Regions from separate parts of the Canis lupus genome. Here all the other regions are linked to region 2. A link is a contact called in public Hi-C data. All regions are on one chromosome and are shown on one strand. Each heading gives the region's core, a stretch centred on a gene start, on an enhancer-like site or on the middle of the called end of the contact. The rest is flanking DNA. Distances are from core to core; before and after follow the strand shown.

Region 1 (3,980 bases), core at 950-3,449, 180 kb before region 2:
CATTCCAGAATTTCACTATTTCCAATTATAAATCCAAAGGGAAAACAGACAAGATAAATGATTCACAGTAGCATCTATATGTGTGCCTTTCACTGAGTCTGGATGGAAGGGTGTTGTCAGGAACCATATTCTTGGAATGATGGCTATATTCACTCAACAGGGATGTGGAGCTCCCAGGGTGGAAGTGGGAGGTAGGGTCGTTGTGCTCATTTCATATGCCCTTGGCTGCAATTTCTAAATTTGAAATGTAACCTAAGATTCTTGTCCTATGAAAAGCTCCTTCCGGGATCCCTGGGTGGCGCAGCGGTTTGGCGCCTGCCTTTGGCCCAGGGCGCAATCCTGGAGATCTGGGATCGAATCCCACGTCGGGCTCCCGGTGCATGGAGCCTGCTTCTCCCTCTGCCTGTGTCTCTGCCTCTCTCTCTCTCACTGTGTGCCTATCATAAATAAATAAAAATTAAAAAAAAAAAAAAAGAAAAGCTCCTTCCTGTGACAAAGGCCTATTTCCTAGAGACTCTTCTGTATGTACATATTGGCCTATCCAATTGGTCAGTGCAGCAATTAAAAAAAAAAAATTCAACTGAGTAAATTTAAAGATCTAATTGGTTTCAATTAACAATTCATGAATCAGGCAGCATCCCATCTAGCAGATCAAAGAAAGCTCTGAAGGGCTGTACAAAATGAAAGGCTTTTACAGGCAGAAGGTGGCAGGAAAAGGACGTTTCTAGCAAAGAGTGGATTGTTTCAGGCAAGGTCACTTCCCTACGGGGCTTGGAAGGGGTCTATTGAGCAGATTACCTCACTAGTGCTAGGGTAATTACTAGGGTAATTTCAGATCAACCTGAAGGTTACATTCCTTGGAGAGGCTGAAACTACATTTAGGTTAGATGTTAAGTCTGGTTTGCTGACATGAGGCTTAAGCACAAGTAACTCCATTTGGAGCTGTTGTCTCTTTTTAAAAACAATTGTAGCAGAAAAAACTTGGAAATAGCCCAAATGCCCAACAACAAGGGAATGCATAAATATTTACAAAGTGGAATACCATGTAGGCAAAATGAATGAATAAGAACTTCATGTATTAACATAACCAAATCTCAAAAAAAAGCACTGAATAAAAACAGAAAATTGCAGAAGTTCTATAAAGCACAACATCATTTGTATAAAGATTTAAAACATGCAAAACACTACCATGTATCTTTAAGACACATTTGTGTCTACTAAATGAATAAATATATGCGTGGGGATATTAAACAACATATTTGAGAGAAGGAGGGTGAGGAACAGGATTGAGGAGGGGTACCCCGTAGTGTCATCTGTACCAAAATGATTTGGTATATTTTAGAGAAATTCACAGCAGATTTTTTTCTTTTTGCCGAAAGCTGGGTAGCAGATTTATTCTTTATATTTTTCTTATGCTTGAACCATTATGTGATAAAAAATATAAAAGCCCCCCCTTCCCTATTCCTATCGGTCAGTTCTATCTTTCCTACAGTCTAATCACTTCAACACTGGCTTCCTGGCAGCCCTCTGCCACCACGTGGGGTGAAGTAATACAACATAAGAGGTCCATGGCATGCCTAATTTTATTTTATGACAATAGAGCTTTAAGTCAAGGGAGGGTTTCAGAGAGAAAGGAAAGAGAATTGCCTCCAGGGAGTGCTGTTTTCCCAGTGTGAGCTCAAGAAATGATTACAGAGGGAGTGAATGATTCTGGCAGGACTTCCTGTACTGGCTGTGCCCTGAGAGGCCTGCCAGGCTCTCATTAGCCATGGCAGCCACTGGCTGTAAGGTGCAAGGTCAAAGCTTGATGAAGACATCATGGAGTGTTTACTTGTGCAGACACACTGCCTGATTGGAGAAGCACATCTAGAGGCCTGCTTCTGGAAGTGGGGAGGGAAAGGAGGATGGGGGACGATTTAGGAAACATGCTTCAGGAAGGGAGTGAACGAAATGGTATTCACAACCCAAGAGTTCTGGAGTCACTCCTGTGTGTGATGGGGCAACTAGAAAACCCTTGACCCAGACGAGCCTAGAAATAGCAATGCGTTTTCATGGTCCTCCAACCACCGTAGTAGGTGGTAGCTGTCCACCAGCACAGATTGCTCAATGGAATTTGGTTTTGACATTTACTGGCAGTGCATCCTTAGGCAAGTGGTTTAAACTCTCTAATCTCTGCTTCTTTATCTCTAACTGGTAGGATAATAATAGTTTAGTACAAATAAAACTGGCTGGCTCAGTTCTAGCTCAGCTCTGTCGCTTCTAGAGGATACATAACTCCAGCTGAAAAAGATTTTTGAAGATAAATATAAATATAAATATAAATATATCTCCCAAAGAAGTGCCAAAGGGGAGCTATAGTATAAAACACATAATAGAAATTCCCTAAACATCCTCTTTTTTTTTTCTTTTTAAAGATTTTATTTATTTATTTATTCATGAGACACACAGAGAAAGAGGCAGAGACACAGGCAGAGGGAGAAGCAGGCTCCCTGTAGGGAGCCCGATGTGAGATTTGATCCCAGGACCCTGGGATCACGACCTGAACCTTAGGCAGATGCTCAACCACTGAGACACCCAGGCGCCCCCCCACCCCCCCAAACGTCCTCCTAACCTAGCAAATTCCCCAGAGTTCTGTCTTCAAGGCTGCCTGTCACCAAATTCTCTTCTCTTATCCCCACTTCTCTCTTGACCACTTTTCTGACCTCTGGACAAGTTGTTTTTTTCTGGAAGAAGCTCCAGGACCATCAAAAATGTAAGTCAATTCAGCCTTTCAGCTCCTTTCAATTTACTCCCCACTAATGATCAGAGGAAGAGCCTGTGGTCCAGCAAGCAAACCCAGAATCCCCTCAAAAGGAGTGAGAAGGAGGAGGCTACTGAATAGGCTGTCAATATTAACACCTTTTGTCAATATTGACACGTTGCTCAGGCTTGTTGTGACGATAAGATGAAATAACACATGTCAAGAACTTAACAGTAGCTAACACTATGTCCCCAAACTTAGTTATGAAACCTACTGTTATAATCATCCTTGGCATTATTATTTCTAGGGACTTACTTTGTTTGCATTTCAAGAACATCAGCCAAAAGTTTAAAAGGAAGTTCTAAATTCAACTGTGATCAAGAGATTGCAGAGCATTCCCCATTTGAGATGTGCTGCCCTCTGCTCTCCTCTAACCATGAGTAGGAACGTGGCGGAAGTTGATTCACAGAGATTGGAGGGACTGTTGGGCAGCCTCTCATGATTCTGGGAGCCCACCGAAGGGCCTTGCCTTTCCCCAGGTCTTCCCTTGGGTGCTGGCCTGGATGTTGGAGTGTTCTACATTCTCTCTGCTCCGTATGGACTCTCCTGGGCAGCTCAGAATCCATTCCACCCATGATACTGTGGTGACACCACCTCTGCTGGTGAGTCCCATTCTGTGGCCTGTCCTGCACAACTATCCAGTCTGAAGGGGCAGGGTTGAGACTATCCTTGGAGTAGTGACCTGACCTCAGGAGTGTCCCTTAAGAAGGGTATAGGCAAAACACTGTGTGTTCAGAGGCAGACTCCTAGGAAGGCAGCCAGAGCCTGCAGAGAGGGGTTATATGGACCAGAACTGCCTGGATACGAGCAGACTTGGAGAATGAGTCATTTTCCAAAAATTGAAGGGCTGTCCTATGACGAGGTTGTAGATTCCTCTGTGTCACCTTGGACACAGCTTCCAGGAGCTACAGGACGGGTCTTCTCCCATCACACAGTCTAAGTGAGGAATGGCTGTTCCCCTGGCCTGTCAGTGGGGGAGTACGTGTGCATGTATTGATGGGTGGGGGCAGGACAAGCAGAAGCTGGATGACCCCTCAGGAATGACAGCTAACAGTTTCTAGGTACTTAGCATGTGCCAGGCACTGTTCTTTTTTTTTTTTTTTAATATTTTATTTATTTATTCATGAGAGACACAGAGAGGGAGGCAGAGACACAGGCAGAGGGGGAAGCAGCCTCCAGG
Region 2 (3,748 bases), core at 651-3,150:
AGGTACCTAGAAACTCTAGCAGCTCGGGGCTTCCTGCCAACTCGGCGTCCCTGGAGACACAGCGCAGAATCTCATTGAACACGGCTCTTCTTTCCCGGATGTCGGACTCCCCGACGAACAGGACCTTCTTGGGGAGCGGGGGAAGGCTGGCCGTGGGATGACGACTGCTCAGCTTCTGGTAGAACTCCTCAATCTCACTGTACTTTCTGGAGACCTGGAATGAGAGGGGCACGTGCCTCCTACCCTCTCCTCACCCCGCTCCGTCCGACAGCTACTCGGAGTCGCCCGGACAGCTGCCCCGACGGGCGCCTGGGCGTCCTCGCTCTCTGACCCCGCAGCCCCCCCCCCAGGCTCCATTCCCAACACCCCCAAGCAGCGCTAGGCTAAATGGCTGACGTCTTAGTAGCCAAAGGGAAGATACAGTCACTGTGGATTCCATTCGCTGTCACAGGTCCAGGTAGACACATCCGACACAGGGGCCCTGGCCTGGCCCGTGGGTGACCACGGAGGCTGGCTGCCTCCATTCTGGGCCCTCAGCATATTAGTGGGGTGACCTCGCGGTCTGGCCGGCTGTTAGGTCACCTTCCCACAACAGCACGAGTCACCTATTCTCAGCACAGATCTCGGATGGTTCTCCCGTGCACGAGCAGCAGCCTTCTGGTGGGGACGGTCCCTACAGTGCTCATGTGGAGAAGGAGCAGCTGTGGTACGGCTGTTTGTCGGCGCTGCTGTCAGCCAGGACCCCACTGCACCCTGGGACTCCAGGGACGCAGGCCACTCGAGTCACCCTGAGAGCGCACTCAGTTTCCGGCTGAGTTTGCTCTGTGAGAGGTCACCCCAGCATGGTCTCTGCCCCACAAGGCTCGGGCCTCATGTGGAGCGAGCAGCTGTAACACGGGGTGGTGGTGGCATCGCTGTAGTCTGTGTAGCCCAAGGTGGGCTCTCTAAGAGGCCCCCTGCCCTGAGCCACATACCCCAGCACTCCCAGCGTCCTCCCCTGTCTTGGACCCTGTGCTCTCCCTGTATGCTAGACCTGTCTCCCCGGCTCCTCCGAGGGAGCATGGGGCATGGAGCGTGCAAACACGGATACTCCCACTTCTGCTCCCAGGCCAGGGCTGTGTCTGCAAGCACAGCACTACTGAAATGCCGGTGTGGCCGATGGACTGGGGGCGGGGGGCAGGGGGAGGGGGCCAAGGCAGGTGGGTGGAGGTGCTGACATGAGACCTGGCAACCCCGGTGCACAGCTGTGTCAGTGCACGCGCCCTGGCTAACCAGAACTCTCACCAGTCCCCCCAGCCTGTGAGAGTCTCAGAGGCCGGCAGGTGTTTGGGGCGGAATTAGGATCTGAGCGCCCGGGGCCCCACACATACACTGAGGGGTCATCTGGGACAGGAGGCTGCAGCCTGCAGTTGTCAACACCAGGGCCTGGCTCTGGAGCTTTCCTGAGAACAGCCCTCGAGGAAAGGTAAGAGGATCCTTTCACAGAAGTGATGCAGGCTCTAATCCCTGGTGCTCCTGAGGATGGTGACTCCAGCCAGGCTGACTCAGCCCAGGCCTGAGCGGAGTTCTGACCCTGAGGGCTGAGCGCCCTCTGCTGGCCTGACAGCGCCATGCGGGCCCAGCCCCCGGACCCACCAGGACTGGGGGCCTGGAAGCTTTGAGTCTCCAGAGCTCTGATGCTGATGGTGCGAGGGGGCGGGCAGTTTTAAGTCAGGGTGTCACCCCATCCAGGGCCCACATTTAGCAGTGTTCCAAAGCCAGGGCTTTTCATGTGGCTGCCTGAACAGCAGCAAGAGGAGGCTAAGAGAGAGGCAGGGAGTGCAGAGGGCGGGAGCTCCTGTTTATCTGGCGCGTCCACGTGCAGGGTAGACGGCACTGCTACCCGGAGTCTCTGGCGAGAGTGTGTGTGCCTGTGCCACCAGCACACGTGGAGTCCGCCAAAGAGCAAGCGTACACAGTGCCCCTGTCTGGGGGCTGGTTTTACTTTCTGATCAGCAATTAAATTCATTTTTCTATTAAAACATGTATATCCGGGGACCCCTGGGTGGCTCAGCGGTTTGGCACCTGCCTTCAGCCCAAGGCGTGATCCTGGAGTCCCGGGATCGAGTCCCGTGTCAGGCTCCCTGCATGGAGCCTGCTTCCCCGGCCCCCTGCCTGTGTCTCTGCCTCTCTTTTTCTCTCTGTCTCTCATGAATAAATAAATAAAATCTTTAAAAAAAAATGTATATCCTTTTCAGAAATAGAATGCAAAACGCTTTTTTTCTTTTAAGCTAAATCTCAAAACTTCAGAGATTTTCAGGCTTTGGGTTGCATCCCCAGATTTCATGGGGCGTAAATGCATGCTTCTCTGCTCTCACAGGTGGTTCAAATGCCTGAGAAGCACCTGCACGAATGGCCACGCAGGCACGCACACACACCCTCTGCAGGGTGTGGGTGTCACTGGTCAGAAAAGTGGCACTGGTGTGATGCGTGGAGGTATAGAGACATCTTCACGCACAGCCTCACACGTAAGGCTGGCCCTTGGCATGGGACAAGCAGGCTGGCGTGGATGCTCCTCAGAGCTCCCAGAATGCTGTTTCCATTATTGACCAAAAGTCAATCCAAGTAGCAAATGAAAGACTTTTAGACATCATGCTCTTTTAGATGTTTCCGGTGTGTTAAGTATCCCTCAAAGAAACACCTGTGCCATACATTTTTATCTCCTGAGAAGGGGATACCTCTGCTACCAGGTCACCAGGGCCAGGTAATTCACTGTTTCCCTTTCTGTCTTGGCTGCCAGGAGATTCAGAACCCTCCATGTGCAAAGCTGTGGCTACTGATCCCGTCTATACCACAGGGCGCTTGTTCATTTTACCTTTATCTTAAAGCTTTTTTTTCCCTTAGCTCCTGTGACTCCTCGACTTCTCTCCCCGTGGCCTCAGCAGCTCCTCCCTCTCCATGACTGTCCCCGGGCTGCTGTGTCTCTGGGGTTCCCTCCTAAACCCTCCCCTCCGCCCTTCACATCCACCTACTCCCAGGCTTTCAACCTCACCTCTAAGCTGACGTCTCCCAAACCTGTGTCCTAGGCCTTCACAGTCCACCCCCCCCGCCAGACCTGCCCCTCTGCACCTTACTTCCGTTGGTGCGGATGGACGGTCAGTCAGCAGATGACACACCCGTTACCTTGGAGATATTTTACAACTGTCTGCCTCCCCCTCACACCAACCATGACCGGCCTGCCTTTGGCCCTCCCCTGGGGCAGCACTGGCCCCGTACCTGGGCCCCTTGTCCCTGCCCCTGCCTGGTTCCGTCCAACCCAACTTTACTCCCCTCCAGATGGGCCAGGGAGTCACTCCCCTACTGAAAACTCCTCCTTGGCTGCAAGATGAGTCAGGCTCCCTACGTGCCCTCCATGACCTGGACTCTGCCCGTCGCCTCCCGCTTCCTCCAGGATGATACTCAACTGTGGGCAGCTCCCCGCGCACAAAACCCTGCGCCCGCCCCGCTGAGGCTGTGCCCTCCGCCCGGACACCCTTCCCCGGCTGTGCAGCTCTACTCGCTCAGCCCTCAATCTTCTGAGAAATCCTCCAGAACATTTCCCGAGGTGGGTCAGGTGCCTCTTCACATGCCCACAGCCCCTTGTGCTCCCGGCACGGCCTGCATCTCTTTACAGGTCTATCTCCACGGACCAGAAGCTCCTGATCTGTCCTTGTGCACTTACTGCCCGACCGGCCCTGGCCCTCTCAGGCCCCACATCCTGATGCCGCTC
Region 3 (3,925 bases), core at 1,136-3,635, 200 kb before region 2:
GAGGTCTGGCCCTTGCCCTCAGCTTCAAGGAGGTAATCCCTAAGCCTTTGGAATGCCATGCTTGATTGCAGTGTCTTTATTTGCCAGGGGGCCTTGGACAAGCCAGATAGTAACGATGTGATTTTTGGATGAGGGCTTTGGGCCATGAAATATCAGCTTGATCTCCTGAGGGTCTAGAAACTGAAGCCAGCCACATGAGCAGTCAACTCTGTCTGTGTGATAGAAGCCCAATAAAGAGTGGGCACCAAGGTTCTGGTGAGCTTCCCTGGTTGGCAATGTGATGTGCTTATTGTCACACGTTAATGCCCGGAGAATAATGCTGTCCTGACTCCACAGGGAGAAAAGAACCAGAGGTTCTATGTTTGTATTCTCTTGGATTCCGCTCTGTGTTTCCTCCCTTGGCTGACGTTAATCTGGATCCTTTAAGTGTAATAAAACATAACTTGAGTATAAAAAGCTTTTTGTGAGTTCTGTGAAGCTTCATAGCAAATTATTGAACGTAAGGATGTCTTGGGAACCTCCAAACTTTCCATTGGTGTTAGATGTGAGGCTGGTCTTGTGCACTGTCCTCTGACTCTGCAGTTGGTATCTGCTGTCAATAGCTCCTGGAGAAGAAAGGGGTTATTTGTTACATAAGCTATCGCCAGGAAGGAAGCTGATTTTCTTTCCTGAGCTTCCAGGACTCTGTTCTTTCTTATCTTCTTTTCCTAATTCTTCTAGCTCTTTTTTTTTTCTTAAGATTTTATTTATTTATTCATGAGACATACACACACACACACACACACACACACACACAGAGGCAGAGACACAGGCAGAGGGAGAAGCAGGCTCCCTGTGGGGAGCCTGATGTGGGACTCAATTCCGGGGGCCCCAGGATCACGCCCTGAGCTGAAGGCAGATGCTCAACCGCTGAACCACCCAGGCATCCCCAGTTCCTTTTCTTCTTAATTACTTCCCTGCCTTGTCCTCTCTCTTCTTACTGGGTAGGAATCTTGAAGGACTTCCTTCTGAATCTTGGACAGCCTTCTCTTCAGGATCTTCTGAAGAAAATGGCCCTACATTTTATTTTCTTTCTTTCTTTCTTTCTTTCTTTCTTTCTTTCTTTCTTTCTTTCTTTCTTTCTTTCTTTCTTTCTTCTTTTTCTTTCTTCTTCTTCTTCTCTTTCTTTCTTTCTTTCTTTCTTTTCTTTGATTTTATTTATTTACTTGACAGAGAGAGAGAGAGAACAAGAGGGAGAGGGAGAAGGAGAAGGAGAAGGAGCAGCAGACTCTCCGCTGAGCAGCTGGACATGGGGCCCAATCCCCAGAATTGGAGATCATGACCCGAGCCTTAGGCAGACACTCAACCGACTAAGCCACTCAGGTGGTCCTCAGTGACCTTTCTAACACAACACTGGTAAAGGTTCTAGAACTCAAGATTCTAAAAATATAAGGGAGAGTTAACAAAAAAGTTATATACTATATCCTAAAATGAACATTATTTATAAACCAATGAAATATGCATTTAAATATATATACATATATAATATTCATATATATAATATATATTATATATATATATTTGAAACTAGGGAACTAATGATACTCTTTGCCACATAGTAATGAGTAACATTTAAGGAAAGCCTGCTGCTATATTTCATCTACTATTCGAGCTACTTTGAATGGACTATGCTATTTAATCCTTAGAGTAACCATGTGTGGTGGATACTGTGATTAATTGACAGATGAGTAGGGTGAGATTCAGAGACCTCATCTGAGTTCACACAACTGTGAGGGACTAGAGCTGGGATTTGAACGCAGGATCCCATTCCAGACCTTGTACTTCACTTTTAACCACCTGCTCCCTTCCTGCTAGGGGCACAGGCTCTGTTCTGCACTATGTGAATCCTCTTCTTTGATCATCTTAGTTCTTTCTTAAAACAGGATTCATGCAATTTTGTTTTATTTTATTTTTAGGATTCATGAAATTTTAATTGGAATCTTCATAAAATAGGGGTTGTATTGCTTGGCTGATAAACTACTGCAGAGATTTTTTTTTTTTTTTTTTTTTAGGTTCCTGATGTGCAGTTTTTCAGCATTCTTACTGTTGGCACAGAGCACTCATCCAACTCTTATTCCACACACAGTGTTGTGGAATTGGGCAGCAGCAGGGATTTCTACCAAATCCCTCTCTCCTTTTCTTGATCTTTCCTGGGTTACATTGGCAAATAGCTCCTGCAAATTGCCTGTGCTGGAGTGTGAGTCAGACAGGGACGGGTAGATCAGTGAAGGCTCAGTCCCTTCTAAATGCCATGCCTTGATTGTCTGGTCTGTGGTTCAGCCTTCCCAAAGCATTGTGTAATCATTAACTCCTGCAGGAAGCCCACAAGACAATTACCTATCAGAGCATCTGCTTCTGCTCAACTAGACACAACAGCTATTGAAGTCCTGAGATGGAGAGAAGTCAGGAAAGAGATGGTGGTGAGGGGGTGGCAGGACGGGAGCCAGACGGTGCGGGGCTAAGGCTGAGGAGGGAGATTGGCTTGTGGAGTGCCGTGTCCCTGATTGCAGGCTGTATGATCGGCTCTGGCATCTTCATGTCCCCACAGGGGGTCTTGGTCTATGTGGGCAGTCCTGGGGCCAGTCTCGTGGTCTGGGCAGTCTGTGGTCTCCTGGCCATGATGGGTGCCCTGTGCTATGCTGAGCTGGGGGCCCTGGTTCCCAAATCTGGCGGGGAGTATGCCTATATCTTGCAAATCTTTGGTTCCTTGCCAGCCTTCCTGGTTATCTACACATTTGTGCTGTTGGTCAGGCCAGCTGCCATTGCCGCCGTCTCTCTGAGCTTTGCTGAGTATGCAGTGGCTCCCTTTTACCCGGGCTGCTCCTCGATGCCCCAAGCCGTGCTCAAGGCTGTGGCTGCCATCTGCATCCTGCTGCTGACGTTGGTCAACTGCTGGAGCTCGCGGCTGGCCACCATGCTGATGAATGTGTGCACGGTTGCCAAAGTATTCTCGTTGCTGGTCATCGTGGGGGGTGGGGCTGTGGTGCTGGGCCAGGGCCGTGGCTACACGGAAGCCTTTCTGTTTGCCTTCCACAATACCACGCAGCAGGCCGGGCGCATCGGCATGGCCTTCTACCAGGGCCTGTGGTCCTTTGATGGCTGGAATAATGTCAACTATGTATTGGAGGAGCTCAAGAATCCAAAGGTGAGTCCGTGATCCTTCTTCAGAGGGTGAAATCTCCAAACATCAGCAATTCCAATTATTGTTATTTGAGCTGACTAAAACCATGAGAAATCAGCTGAAAGTGGGGGCTCCCTTTTTGCAGTCATGCATGCCAGCCCACTGTCTAGCTTAATTTGTTTGTGGAATTATATGAATCATAACTTCTCAAGTGGGCACAGAATTTTATCGGATCACACCAAGGGTCTCATTTGCCCTGTGAGGTAGGTACAGTCCCCCTCTATTTTTCACATGAGATGTAGAAAGGGGGAAGTGATTCTGAGGTCATACCACCAGCGAGAGGCCATGCTTGGTGACTCAGCTTGTTATCTGTCCTGATAGTTGAACATGTGGACTTTTGAGTTACTATGGTAATTAACCCTTTGCTGTAAATATATTTGCTTAGTTTGCTACTTGTTTTCTGCTATTTCCTGCAAGAGTCTTTAATTCTCAGAGAATGAGAACTGAGTCTTTTCCTCCACATTCTCAGGGCTGGCTCAGGGGTCATTACACGTCTCAGCTCTCAATAAAGGCTCCCTGGGGAGTGGGGGTGAGGTTTGGGAGAATTTGGGAGGAAAAAAGGAGCTTGGAGACCGAAGTCCAAGAGCAGAGAGAGATGAGTGAGGGCCAAGAGTCCTGGGACCAAGCTTTTATTCTGGTATATAAATTCTTGTGCTTCAGTTCCTTACCTGTGAAACGGGATCATAATTAGCTGCTCCATTTACC

What was found. A called contact is a pair of places that touch in the nucleus more often than the background predicts.
Region 1: a contact with region 2 is called in a Hi-C map of liver, with 4 times the contacts expected there. The contact joins two enhancer-like sites. A contact is called at or near these places in 5 of 9 Hi-C or Micro-C datasets (amygdala, blood, liver and 1 more).
Region 3: a Hi-C map of skin fibroblasts shows a contact between it and region 2, with 5 times the contacts expected there. The contact joins the promoter of LOC482987 here to the enhancer-like site in region 2. A contact is called at or near these places in 2 of 9 Hi-C or Micro-C datasets (blood and skin fibroblasts).

The regions. Positions count from the first base shown.
Region 1 is chr17:15,469,557-15,473,536 of UU_Cfam_GSD_1.0, forward strand. No RefSeq gene overlaps it. Among named protein-coding and RNA genes, the nearest start is that of RHOB, 12 kb to the right of the region's middle. Within about 2 kb of position 2,200, at least 5 of the 20 cell types and tissues checked have an H3K27ac peak or open chromatin away from gene starts, as enhancers often do. A contact at or near this core is called in liver, where this site is marked.
Region 2 is chr17:15,646,586-15,650,333 of UU_Cfam_GSD_1.0, forward strand. It overlaps HS1BP3 (HCLS1-binding protein 3), which reads right to left. Exons shown (of 7, transcript XM_038560874.1): 3 at 7-214. Among named protein-coding and RNA genes, the nearest start is that of HS1BP3, 7.1 kb to the right of the region's middle. Within about 2 kb of position 1,901, at least 2 of the 20 cell types and tissues checked have an H3K27ac peak or open chromatin away from gene starts, as enhancers often do. A contact at or near this core is called in liver, where this site is marked.
Region 3 is chr17:15,441,246-15,445,170 of UU_Cfam_GSD_1.0, forward strand. LOC482987 (b(0,+)-type amino acid transporter 1-like) reads left to right here and starts at 2,386. Exons shown (of 6, transcript XM_038560870.1): 1 at 2,386-3,184. The coding sequence starts at 2,432.